Regions from separate parts of the Mus musculus genome. Here region 1 is linked to region 2. A link is a contact called in public Hi-C data. All regions are on one chromosome and are shown on one strand. Each heading gives the region's core, a stretch centred on a gene start, on an enhancer-like site or on the middle of the called end of the contact. The rest is flanking DNA. Distances are from core to core; before and after follow the strand shown. Region 1 holds the start of Smim12 (small integral membrane protein 12). Region 2 holds the start of Cdc20 (cell division cycle 20).

Region 1 (6,783 bases), core at 1,357-3,856, 8.8 Mb after region 2:
TGGTCACTTTTAAATATGCTCCAACCTCTTTGCATGGTTACAAAGGTAGCTAGCTTTCCTGTTTCTAACAGGAACAGATATCCATCTGCTGAACAGTGAGTTTGGGAAAGCCATGTGAACTGTCTTACTTGCATAGGAGACATGGGAGGGAGGATACCCACTTCCAGTCAAGGGACTAGTGTGGGCAAAGACTTGGAAAGATGACCGAGTTCTGAATGATTGGAGAAGAAAGCTAGAACTAGACAGGGCAGCCCAGGATGGATGGCATGGTCAGAAGGGATCAGTGGCTAAGCTGGGGACTCCATTGTTGTATTTAGATTTTAAAGGGTCCTTTGGCCAAAGGAACGGGCATGGCAGTGGGGGGCAGTTGAGGGGTGGGGAACTGCTAAGATGGTCCAGGGAAGAAATGATGGTGTTGATTTTGAGGGGCAGTTAGAAGCACAGGTGAGGTAGACTGGATCTGGGGAGTGACAAAATGGGCCAACTTGAAGATATTACTCGGAATTTTTTTCCATTTGTGAAGTAATGCCTCGGATGAACCTTGCAGAAAGAAGCAGGAATCTGGGGGAATCTTAACATGACAAGAAGGATTCATTACCAAACACTCATTGAGCAAATGCCAAGAGGTGTGGCAAGCGCTATCTGCACACTAGCGTGATTTACAACAGCAACCCTAGAGGATGTCTTAAAGGTTTTTATTCCTTTTATTTATTTGTGTGTGGGTGTATGCTCACAAGCCACAGACCCTATGGGGAGTTCAGAGGACAACTTTCAGGAGTTGAGAGTCTCCTTCAACCATGTGGGTCCTGAGGATTAAACTCAGGCCATCAGTTTGGTGGCAAATACCTTTATCTGCTGAGCCATCTGGCCAGTCCTAGGGTATTTTCTTACTGGTTTTTTTTTTTTTTAAATACAAATAGGTCTATAAGATGGTACTGTGGTTAAGGAACACACCACTCTGCAGATGAGCCTAGCTTGGTTCTCAGCATCCATGTCTGACAGCTCATAAACTCCTGTGTGTCTGACGCCCTCTTCTGACTTCCATGGGTGCCTACATTCATTGCACCCCCCCCTTACACACACATAATTAAAATCATTTTTAAAAGGTTATAAATATATTTTCTCAGATTAGCAGGCCACAGAGTCAAGATTTGAATTAATTAAACAACTAATTCCAGTGTTTGGTATTTTACTTTATTTTTAGACAGGGTCTCAGCTTGTAGTTCTGTGTGATCTGGAAGTGCTAACTGACTCCTTTAATTGATATAGGATCTTGGTGTAGAGCCAAGGCTGGTCTTGCGCCTCAGGACTTCTCAATGCTGTCATTTCCACTTTAGCTGGGGATTCTGTGCTTACCCAGGTCTGCTGGAGGGAACTTCTAGTCACTATTAAGATCCAGCTTAGGGATCTGTCCTTCCAGGGAACCTCCACTCATTCTTCTTGTATGGACGGACAGTGTCCTCTGTTATGACACTGTGTGGGTCTTCCTGTTTCTTCTCCATCCAGGAAACTACGGAGGGCAGTCCCCATTTGTATCGCCAATGTCTAGCTTGTAGAATGGCTAAATGCCAGCCTGTGTTCTAGACTGTTCTGATCTCTTCCCACAGATTCAATGCACAAGTAATCAAGGTCTGATAATCACGGTTGCTAATTTCTGGCAGCTTCTTCCTCCCCATCTTCGCTGTCAGGCTTAGCTTTGGGCTCTTTGATCTAAAAGAGGAAGAATCTCTAACTTGACAGTACAGTCTTGAAGACGCTTCCTGTGAGAGTACCCGTGACCTTGAGAAATGGCTCACTGCTAACTTAAGGGAAGCTGGGTAGACTTAAGGGAAGCTGGGTAGAGCACTCCAGGTAGATGAAAGAACATGGACACACAGGCTTCAAACGTTGATTTTTAGCATGCTATTAGTGGGAAGGAGACTGGTCAGGTTGAGAGCAGTGTGGGCAGGTTGAGAAGGCAGGACTATGGTAGTCCATTAGAGAGCTTGGGGTGTGAGGCTTTTTCTTATATGTGATAAGTATAATTCCGCTCAGGGACAGGGGAAACATGGAGGAAGGAGAGTGAGTACTTGCGATCAGAGGGTCTTGGTACTTTCAGCAATTTGTAGACTCACTAACGCTACAATCTAGTTCCCTGCGAGATGTGTGCCTGGCACAGTATTTTACAAACAAGATGTTATCTAACCCTTGCAACATCCCTGCTGAAATGGAAGGTTTTAACGCTATGCAGAAGAATTGAGGCTCAGATTAATTAATGATGTTCCCAAGGACACACAGCCTGAAAGCACAGATCCCAAGAAGATTGAAAGTACTAGGTTATTCTCTGCTACGGGAGCTTCTGGAGGTCAGGGGTTGGGTTTTCGGTTTCAGTAATATCCGACCTAGGTAAGTCTCGGAAGACACCTAATGAACTTCATTTGGATCAATGAAAGCTGACTATTCTTTTTTCTTCTTCACAAGCATGTGGCAACGTCACAGGGGAGCCTCCGAGCCGTCAGGGGGCGCTATACTATTCTGCGTTTAGTCCAACGCAGGGTCGGGTGCCTGGCTTCCTTTCTTCTGTAGCTGGCTGGAGCTCAGCCAATCGCTGCTCTCCGAGAGATGCCAGTGGGCGGGGCCTCGGGCGCGCCCCGCGGGCCACTGGGAACCTCGGCGTCCCTGTTGCTCCCGGCTAGCGGGCGCAGCGCGGGACCTGTCCGGGGTGTGCGGGCTGGACCGCAGGTGAGTTCCCAGGGCTGAGGGCACTTCGCTTCCCAGGATCGCTGGCCCCCAGTCCCACGGGAACGGCTCCTCCTAGTTGAGGGAGCGATGGTTTCCGTGACCCGCTCGGCCTCGGCCAGCTTTTGGTGGCCGAGTGTGGACTGTGGTCAGATCTCGTCCGCCTCAGGCCCCTGCAGGCCGAAGGGTGACGAAGCCACGCGTGTGGCGTGACTGGACAGGGAACAGGAGCTGATGACCCGAACCTCACTGGCGCTCCCATCCCAACTTGGCTGGCTGTCAAGGCTGATGGTTTCACCTTCTCGGACCTCCTACGACTGCTCTCATTTGGAGAGCTTCCGGTGGGCTCAGGCACTGGGACAGGTTTCCTGGCGGCCCGGTTGACCTGTACCTGGAGCCTTTGGCTGGCGCCCCTGCGTGTCGGGCTGGAAATAGGCGTTGCAGTATTTGGGAAACACTTGTGCTACTTACATTTTGATACCTTCGGGATGACTTCATGAAGTCTAGCTGCTTATGATCATATCCCTATACCCCTTTGTGAGTGCGGGTGGAAGGCTGCTGTAGTCTTCCATAAACAAAGCAACATGTTTATGCTGCCTGTCATTCATTCGACCAACAAACTTTTTTAGCTCTTTGCTAGGGAGGATAGCAAGGGTGGGAAGAGGCACAGAGCATAGGACGATCCGGACATCCTTAGTTCTTAACCTTGTGGAGCTCCAGGGTGTTTTGAGAGCTGTAGACAGGTAGGGTAGGCCCACATAGCTTACCGAAGAGAAGGTTGTGTTGTATACATGGATGACTGGAATTCGGACAAGAGCACATAGAACTTGGGCTTTCTATGTACAAGAGTAATACTCATAGACTGGTGCTTGATATGCCCGCCCTAAGACAAATTGGAAAATTGAGAGTCTCTACCCAGGAATTGTATAAAGGACTTGCACTTGGTGTGGACCTGTGATCACAAGCACTTGGCACTGGAAACAGGAGCGTCGGCAGATCAAAGTTATCCTTAGCTACTTTGAGGGTTTGAGGCCAGGCTGGGTGCCATGAGAACCTGTCTTAAAAATAAAAACAAGCCCAACGGTGGTGGCACATGTCTTTAATCTTGGCACTAAGGAGGCAGAGGCAGGCCAGTCCAGTCTCTGAGTTTGAGGCCAGCCTGGTCTACAGAAGGAATCTGAATGGCAGGGCTACACAGGGAAACCCTATCTCAAAAAACCAAAACCAGCTGACCAAACAAACCCCAAAACTTAAAACAGAAAATAGAACGAAGTACTGAGTTAAAAATAGAATGGAGGATTGAGTTTGGGGTTCTTTGGAGCTTCCCCTCTTTGTTAATGTGTACATTGTAAGGTTTCTCGGATCTCATGATATAACTTCAGAGCTCAGAAGGAAGGAAGACTTTCAGTGTAATGAAAAGCCAAGCTAATGGGGAGCTGTAGGAGGCCCTCCACACATCTAGGGTGTGAACGGACACCATGCATACATCTGCAGAGTGTTCTTTCTGCTAGAAAAAAAGCCCAGGCTTGGCCTCAGACCAGCGGGCCTGCCACTTGTATGATTTTGGCAAGCTGACACAGTGTCTTTGAGCCACTATGGCCTTGGACAAGAATCTGGGCTCCTCGTTCCTACATCATAGAGATGTGAGGGTCAGGCGATGACCAGGGGAGATATGGTAGAGCATAGGGCATGGTGTCAGGTCAAAGGAGCAGGAAGAGAAACTTGAATCTTGCTGCAGTTCTTTGCCTTTGAAGGTCCATGTGTAGTGTCAGGCCCACAAGACACCCAAGTTCCCCCAAAGAGAATAAAAGGGGGAAATGAGGAGCCTTCAAATCTTCCATGAGGTCTGGATGTCTCACCGTAGAGCCGAGAGAGAGAGAGAGAGAGAGAGAGAGAGAGAGAGAGAGAGAGAGAGAGAGAGAGGTGTTGGAGAAACAGTTATGGAAGCATAAACACGGGCAAGTGACTCCATGCTGATGACTAAGGCGAGCATGTGAACATTGGAGAACACTGTGTGTGTGAAGTGCTTAGCCCAGGGCCCAGCTTGGAATAAGCACTCAGTAGATGGTGGTAGCTTGCATTATTACATTCATTGCCAGCAGCCTTTTATGATTGTAACGGTAATTAAATAATGGTATAAATAGTAATTTAATAGTGGTAATCATTTGTGACTAAGTGGCCATTTGAGTGTGTAGGTTTGCATATTACTTTGGTGTTTCATTGCAGGAGGCCCTAGGGGCAGCTCTACAGTTTTTGTTTTTGTTTTTGTTTTTGTTTTTTTTTTACAGCATTTTCCACGGGGACTTTTTAAGTATTAGGGTTCTGGGGCATCTGGAATACTGTATTCATTTGTGATGTTTTCAGGGACTTGCTGTGTAAGCATGAGGATGTGAATGGTTGCAGGTCGTATATTTTGAAGTTGTTTTGATCAAGATTTGTTAACTATAGGTTATTATTAGGAAAGCCAAGGCCAGAATAGAGTTACAAAACAAAACAAAACCCTATCCATCTTAGGTCAGAATAGTTAGGTAATAGATCATAGTTAAATAAGGCCCTTGTGCTTTCCCCCAGGAGAAGGAACTACTTATCATCAGGGAGCCAGAATTCAGAGTGAGGCTGTGTGAAGTTTTATAGAGCAGAGAAAAGACTTCTTTTCTCTTCCTAAGATGTTGACAGATATCTGGAAGAGAGGACCTGAGGTCATACCAGGTTGGAAGAGCCATTAATTAGGCTTGGAGTTTCCTTGTGAGGGGCATATGCACACAGTAGCACTAGTTCGTAGAGGTTTTTACCCCCGTCCCCAACAGTCGAATCTTTTGCAACTTCTTAGAGTATTTCGGGGACCCAACTGTTGCACAGAGCACAGTGGCTGCTTGCTGCTCTGCAGGGTGGCTGCCCAGTTATTAGTTGCCAGGCTGCCTGGTAAGTAGAGCACCTATGTGCTGTCCGCACGTGCTAGAAGAGGAGGCACCCATGTCTCCCTAACGCTCTCTGTATTCTTCTGCAGATGTCATGTGGCCTGTGCTTTGGACCGTGGTGCGAACCTATGCCCCCTATGTCACCTTCCCTGTGGCCTTTGTGGTCGGGGCTGTGGGCTACCACCTGGAATGGTTCATCAGGGGAAAGACTCCTCAGCCTGTGGAGGAGGAGAAGAGCATCCTGGAGCGCCGAGAGGACCGAAAGCTGGATGAGATGCTAGGCAAGGACCACACTCAGGTGGTGAGCCTTAAGGACAAGCTAGAATTTGCCCCTAAAGCAGTCCTGAACAGAAACCGTCCAGAGAAGAACTAATGGAGGGCCCAGGTCCCTGTGGTGCACAGGGATATGCCATGTCCTGCCGCCATGTCGACCCAGCTTCAGAACACACATCTGATTTGCTTTGCTGCTCACTCCGGCCCCCTGAGCACCCACAGCCACTCGTGTACTGGCTGGTCCTGTATGGCTGCAGAGCGGCAGCAGTAGGGGCCAGCAATGAGGAAGACTGCGTCTGCTCAGTGGGCTCTCTCCGTGCCTGGACAGGCTTCTGATCTTACCTGGGAGCCCTGCAGGGAGGAGCCCTGGGGAATGAACCTTGGTCTCAGGCTCCCGGGGAGGGGCTTGGCCTCAACTGGGAATGGTTGGGGTTTATCGTTGCCATTAGGAGGGGCACCTCCATGTCTAGTTCTCGTTTTTGCACTGAAAAGAATTCAGGAATGTCCCTGGCTCCCTTGATGAGGCTTTCTTATTTTCCTGTGTGCATTCTTCCCTTTACTGGCTCAGGCGTGGGATTCTCAGGGGAAGGAAAGCATGCTTCTCTTGTGGGGAGCTCAGGCTGTTTACCTCGGGGCCAGCGGGGCATAAGCCTGGAAATAATCACTGTCTTCCACCCTTCCTCACTGGAGTGGGGACTCAATTAAAGTGGCACCTGGCACATACTGATGGAGTCCTGCTCTCTGGATGGGGTCTGGGTTCTCCTCGGAGTTAGTGCAGACATTTGGAGTGTGTCATCAGTATTGTCTGAGGACTTCCCAAGACAGCACAGCTCAGTGCCAGCTGAGTCTCCCAGAGATACAAGATCCCAGGAGT
Region 2 (6,155 bases), core at 2,403-4,902:
AGATTTAACTTAATGGTCACAGTCCTCACTGAAGCCCCCAGACACACATCTATGGTGATGAAGATGAATCCACCAGAAGGGAAGTTTCATGTTACCCAAAGTCATCCCATAAGCGACTCCCTTGGCAACTTCAACCATCTGCCTTCAGAGCCCACACCTGCAGTGAAGGCCGAGTGAGGGGAGCAGATAGGGAAAACTGGAGTATTTACAGCAAGGCATATCAGCAGCAAGAGCCTCAAATGTTCTAATGTATTTGGTTTTTTGTTTTTTTTTCCGATACAGGGTTTCTTTTTCTGTATAGCCCTGGCTGTCCTGGAACTCACTTTGTAGACCAGGCTGGCCTCGAACTCAGAAATCCGCCTGCCTCTGCCTCCCAAGTGCTGGGATTAAAGGCACAACACAGCCCGGGTCTAATGTATTTGGATCTTATGCTGTAGGTTGTGGGAGTCATCACAGGTTTAAGGACAGTAAGATACCACTCGGATTGTATAAAGGGAACTGGAAGAGAGAGAAAATGTGTGGGAGCCTGGGCATGGAGTTACATGCTGGTAATCTCAACACTTGGGATGTTAAAAGCAGGACTGAGGCCAGCAAAGGCAAGACTCTGTCTCACAAGACCCTGCCTCAATGAATGAATGAATGAATGAATGAGTGAATGAATGAATGAGAGTGCTGAGGAAGGGACGGATGTGAATGGTATTTCAAGCTAACACTGAAATATCCTGAGAAGGATGAAAGACTAGGTGGCTTTTCAGATTTCTAAGCAGGTTCTGCATCTAAAACAGTACAAGTGGAACACAGTACATTTCAGGAAGGCAAGGTGAACTGACAAGCTTAATTAGGACATACGGAGGAGGAGGATTCTTGAGGACCTAGGGTTGGAGAGAAGCCAAACTAGGAAATGGGAATGCCAGTGAGGGCTGAGTCAGAAATTTAGAAATGATCAGGTAGAGAGTTGGAGTAGAAGTGGCTGTTCAGAAATGTCACATAGAGGAACACACCTCTGCCTGGGATAGGTTAAACCATGAATCACCACCAGTAGCAATCACAACAAAACTACCTGGGAATGCACATCCACAGCACTCAGACAGGCCCCTGAGCAGACGTTCCAAATGCGAATGTGCCGGTCACTGGTTCCTCCTCCTGTTGCCAGGATATTGGACTGCCAGGGACACCATGCCACAGCCTGGGTGGAATGGATAAAGGCTGGGTCAGGTCAACAGAGAGGCAGAAGCAGCCCTACGTGTAAAAGAACTGAGCTTTTCCATGCCCTCCTTTCCCTTGAAATGGCACAGAAACCTGGAATATGTATTAAAGAGCTTCTTGCACTATAGCTGGGCAGGGTTCTCATCTATTCTAACCCAGCTCTGATGCCTAACACCCAGCACCTGCCCTGTAACCTGACATCTCCGTCTCGCCCTGGCTGCTCCTCCTCCACCATCTCCTGGAGACTCCCTCCTGGTGACCTCACCTCTTTTCCCACCCATCTTAAACTCTCCTCCCCAGCTACAGGTTGATCAGCTCTTTATTAGCCAATCAGAGGTGATAACAATTTTCAAACAACTCCAAGACAGGAGCTGCTTCAATAATCGTGACGATGCTGGAAGGCACCCAGCTCTCTGGGCACAGTAGTCATCATCTATTATGAATACTCAGTGGACAAAACCATCTCTCAACTCTAAGTGTCACAATTAAACTCAACCCCGCCTTGTCCTCTCCTCTTAGTAGTCCCTCGTTTATAGCTGAGTGTCTGTAAAGACCTCAGCTCAAATGCTTTCTCACCTTGACAGCGCCTTGATGTTGAGTGAATGTTTGCAGGGGAGCCCATCCACTTTCTCCAGGACCACTAGGCCACACGTTGACAATGTTATCATTGCCACCACTTGCCAGATGTCGTCCATCTGGGGCCCAGCGAAGCCCACATACTTCCTGGCTATGGCCACTCAGTGTGGCCACATGGTGTTCTGCTACCCGAACATCATGGTGGTGGATGTGGCCAGACCGTGAACCACTGAGAGAAGAAGAGATTTAGTTCCGGATGGCAGAAACCGGAAAGGTTCTGCTATAGACTGGGAAAAACACCGACCTGGATAGGATATAGCTGTTCCAACTGAGGGAGCTTACTCGAGCGGAGTGACTGGTCATGTTTCGAAGTCGTTTCTGCTGCTGCACATCCCAGAGCTGCAGAGGAATGACCACAGGGTCACAGATGTAAGGTGGGCAAGCTCCCCCCTGAGCCCAGTGACCACAGAGCCACAATACAGGCAACCAGGCTCACCTGGACCTCAGCATTGCTGGTGCCTACAGCTAGGTAGTTGCCCTCCTTGATCCAGGCCACCGAGGATATGTAGTCTCCAGGCTGCTCCATTTGCAACAACTGCAGGATGTCACCAGAACCAGCGTTCCATAAGTACACACTGTTGTCCAGTGCCACAGCCAATACATTTCCAGAGCTCCAATCTACAAGATTCAGGTCTGCCAGGGGAAGGAAGAAAACATGAGGTCCTTTGTTGGACTGGTCCATTCCTAGGCCATCTTTCTCCATCCGCAAAGACAACAGTGCACTCACAGTAGTCATTCCGGATTTCGGGGGCATCAAGGATCCTGTCTGGCAGAGAAGGGATGTATCTGCAAGTCTTCCTGCTGGAGCCAGGCGTGGCTTTCTGACTGTACAGTACTTTCAGTCTGTTCTGGTAGCCTGTGGCAAGAGAGTGGGTCTAGACTTGGAAACTGATACCCATCCACATGTGGAAAAGCAGCCACATGTCTCCCCTTAGGAAGGACTGACACCAGCCTCGATGATGTCACTCACTCCTTACCTTCTGGGGCATTCTGAGGTTTGCCGCTGAGCCTGAGGATCTTGGCTTCCTCCACATCAAAACCGTTCAGGTTGAGAGACCAGGCTTTCTGATGCTCCTGAAATACACGGCAAGTGAGGGGAGGAAGACCGGTATCAGCCAGGGGACAGACACCTCAAGTCTCATGACCCCTGTGGAATCATACCTTTTTGGTGGGCGTCCCCCTGTCTTCCGGCTGGTTTTCCTTGCTTAAGAGGAAGCTGGCCACCTCCATTTGAGAAGCACTGCGTTGGGGGATAAAGCGGTCACCTCCAGGTTTGCTAGGGGTGGTCTGAACCTTGGAACTAGATTTGCCTGGGGGCAGGGAGAGAGAAGTCAGACAGCCTGACGAGGCTCCCGGAGGGAGCATGAAGACGGACTCTCAGCGATTCCAGCTCCCTCCACCCACTCACCAGGAGTTCGGCCCGGGGTCCGCCCGGCGCTGTGTGATCTGTTGGCGGCCCGCATGGGCGAGGGGGCTGGGCCTGTGGCTTCCTTTGCTTTGCGCTGCCAGCGCGCAACCGGGGCATTGGGGATGGGTGCGTCCAGTTGAAGCAGTGAGTGCAAATCGCTCTCGAACACGAACTGCGCCATGGCACCGCTACCGGGGCGAAAGGCGACCAAGCGCGATCCTCGCCGGGCTCCTGGGCTCCGCCTGCCACAGCTCGCAGCAGCCCGGTCCCTCTCCGTACTCAGCTCTCCCGAACACAAACCCCCAGCTCCTCGCAGCGCGTCAGTGCGCCTGCCGAACGCGTTCTTTTCCAGACAAGCTAAGGACACGCCGGACTGTTGTTCTTAAACTCTCCGCTGCTAGCGTTCATTGGCTCCTTCAAAACCCAACTGTCTTAACCGTCGCCCTTGCCGATTGGTCGCTACACTGAAGAGGGCCGGGTCTTCCGGGAGCAAATCTCACGAGAGTGCGACGACCAAGCATTTGGAAGGAAATCCCGAACCCATCTCTGGGAGCCTTCGTCCCTGCCCGAATCGGAGCCCGAATCGGAACACGGGGGCGGGTCCCGCACAGTTAGTCCTCGGGATCCGCTCTCTGCCGGCCATCTCTCTGGGTTGGGCCCGGCAGTTAGAGCATCTGGGAATCTTTGAAAGGTCACATCGAAGCCTGTGGGTGGTACTTAGGTCACACGTTCACACATACACACATTCTCTCTCTCTCTCTCTCTCTCTCTCTCTCTCTCTCTCTCTCTCTCTCTCTCTCTCTCTCTCTCACACACACACACACACACAGAGAGAGAGAGAGAGAGAGAGAGAGAGAGAGAGAGAGAGAGAGAGAGAGAGAGAAACTCAACCTCAACCCGGAGGACCCAGTTGGTTAGAGACGGTGGGGAGGTGGCAGTCTGAATGGGGAGGGCGCCTGAAACCCTGCTAGGAAGGAAGTATGCGGACCAGTGTGGGGTTCTGCAAACACAAAGTGAGAGGAAGGGGTGTGTGTGTCAAAACAATGATCAGAATTCCAGCCTTTCGTCGTGAAGATTAGGTTAGGCTGTTCTTGGGGACATCACATCCTGTGGAGGACTCCCGTGGGACTTAGGATTCTTCAGAGACCTAGAGATCTCCTTACCCCCGTTGCACATAATCTGCCAGAGCGACACCCATTTTGTTTGTTTCAGACAAGGGTCTCACTATGCAGTCCGGGCTGGCCTGGAATTCACCTTGTAGAAAAAACTGCCCTGGATCTCAGAGATGCGGTGGAATTTAAGGCGTGTGCCACCACGCTGGGCCAAGAACCTGGTTATGCTGATAGAAAAACCAAGGTGCAATACAAGAAATTAGCCCAAGGTCATAAAAAGAGGTTGGTAAGAATCCAGGTCTGGGGCCTGGAGAGATGCCTCAGTTAGAACTTCTTGCTCTTCCACGGGAAGAAAATTTGGTTTTGTCAGGCAGCGCACAACTACCTCTAACTCCAGCTCCAGGGCATCGATGCCCTCTTATGGAACCAGCATACAGATGGCACACAAACACACCCCTCCTCCCCGATAAAAATAAATTATTTTAAAGCGGAAAGGAGGTTAGAAAGATGATGGCTTAGCTGTTATCGCTAGATGCTCTTCCAGATTACCTAGGGTTCAGTTCCCGGCGCCCAATATAGGTATTCAAGATCTATTACTGTAGTCCCAGGGGATCCAGTGCCTTCCCTGGCCTCTGCCAGCATCAGGTGTGCATGAGGTATACAGACATAGATGTAGGCAAAACACATACACACTTTAAAAAAAAAAAAGTGGCCCTTTGATCTCTGCACCCACAGCGCACCTCTTCCTTCTGGTGACAATAAAAAACATTAAAAAAAAAAAAAAAAAGCGCCGGGCGTGGTGGCGCACGCCTTTAATCCCAGCACTTGGGAGGCAGAAGCAGGCGGATTTCTGAGTTCGAGGCCAGCCTGGTCTACAAAGTGAGTTCCAGGACAGCCAGGGCTACACAGAGAAACCCTGTCTCGAAAAAAAAAAATAAATAAATAAATAAATAAATAAATAAATGGCAGACTCTGAATTGGTCAGTCTAAATTCTTTTTTCAAAAAAAAAAAAAAAAAAAAAAAAAAAAAAAAAGCGCCAGGCAGTGGTGGAGCACACCTTTAATCCCAGGACTTGGGAGGCAGAGGTAGGTTGATCTCTGAGTTCGAGGCCAGCCTGGTCTACAAAGTGAGTTCCAGGACAGCCAGGGCTATACAGAGAAACCCTGTCTCGAAAAACCAAAAACAAAAAAAGGAAGGATCTAGGATCTAGGTGACTCCCATTTAGTGCAGGGCTTTAGTGACTTACATGAATATGCACAAAGGTAAAACAACATTAATACAAATAATAATTACTAGTTGATCATCTGCTAACTACTGCATTAAAACAGTTTACGTACATATTTTGGAAACACACTCTCATGTAGCCAGGCTGGCCTTGAACTCCACATAGTTTAGGAAGACCTTGAACTTTTTAAGATTTATTTTATTATTATATGTAAGTACACTATAGTTGTCTTCAGACACTCCAGAAGAGGGAGTCAGATCTTGTTACGGGTGGTTGTGAGCCACCATGTGGTTGCTGGGATTTGAACTCTGGACCTTCGAAAGAGCAGTCAGGTGCTCTTACCCACTGAGCCATCTCACCAGCCCTTCTTTTTCCTTCTTCTTCTTTTTTTTTTTTTTTTTTTTTTTTTTTTTTTTTTTTTTTTTGAGACAAGGTTTTGTGTAGCACTGGTTGTCCTATAACTCACTGTGTAAACCAGGCTGACCTCGAACTCAAATGTGTCTGCCTTCGGAGTGCTGGGATTAAAGGTGTGTGTCACCACATCTGGCAAGTTTACTGATCTCAAGG

What was found. Hi-C and Micro-C count contacts between places; a contact is called where the count stands out from the background.
Region 1: a Hi-C map of B cells shows a contact between it and region 2, with 6 read pairs. The contact joins the promoter of Smim12 here to the promoter of Cdc20 in region 2. A contact is called at or near these places in 2 of 484 Hi-C or Micro-C datasets (B cells and muscle stem cells).

The regions. Positions count from the first base shown.
Region 1 is chr4:127,241,178-127,247,960 of GRCm38.p6, forward strand. Smim12 (small integral membrane protein 12) reads left to right here and starts at 2,607. Exons shown (of 2, transcript NM_030252.2): 1 at 2,607-2,721; 2 at 5,726-6,632. The coding sequence starts at 5,731. The coding sequence ends at 6,009.
Region 2 is chr4:118,433,691-118,439,845 of GRCm38.p6, forward strand. Cdc20 (cell division cycle 20) reads right to left here and starts at 3,653. Exons shown (of 10, transcript NM_023223.2): 1 at 3,251-3,653; 2 at 3,004-3,152; 3 at 2,820-2,916; 4 at 2,570-2,698; 5 at 2,279-2,475; 6 at 2,087-2,181; 7 at 1,783-2,011; 8 at 1,061-1,186. The coding sequence starts at 3,431.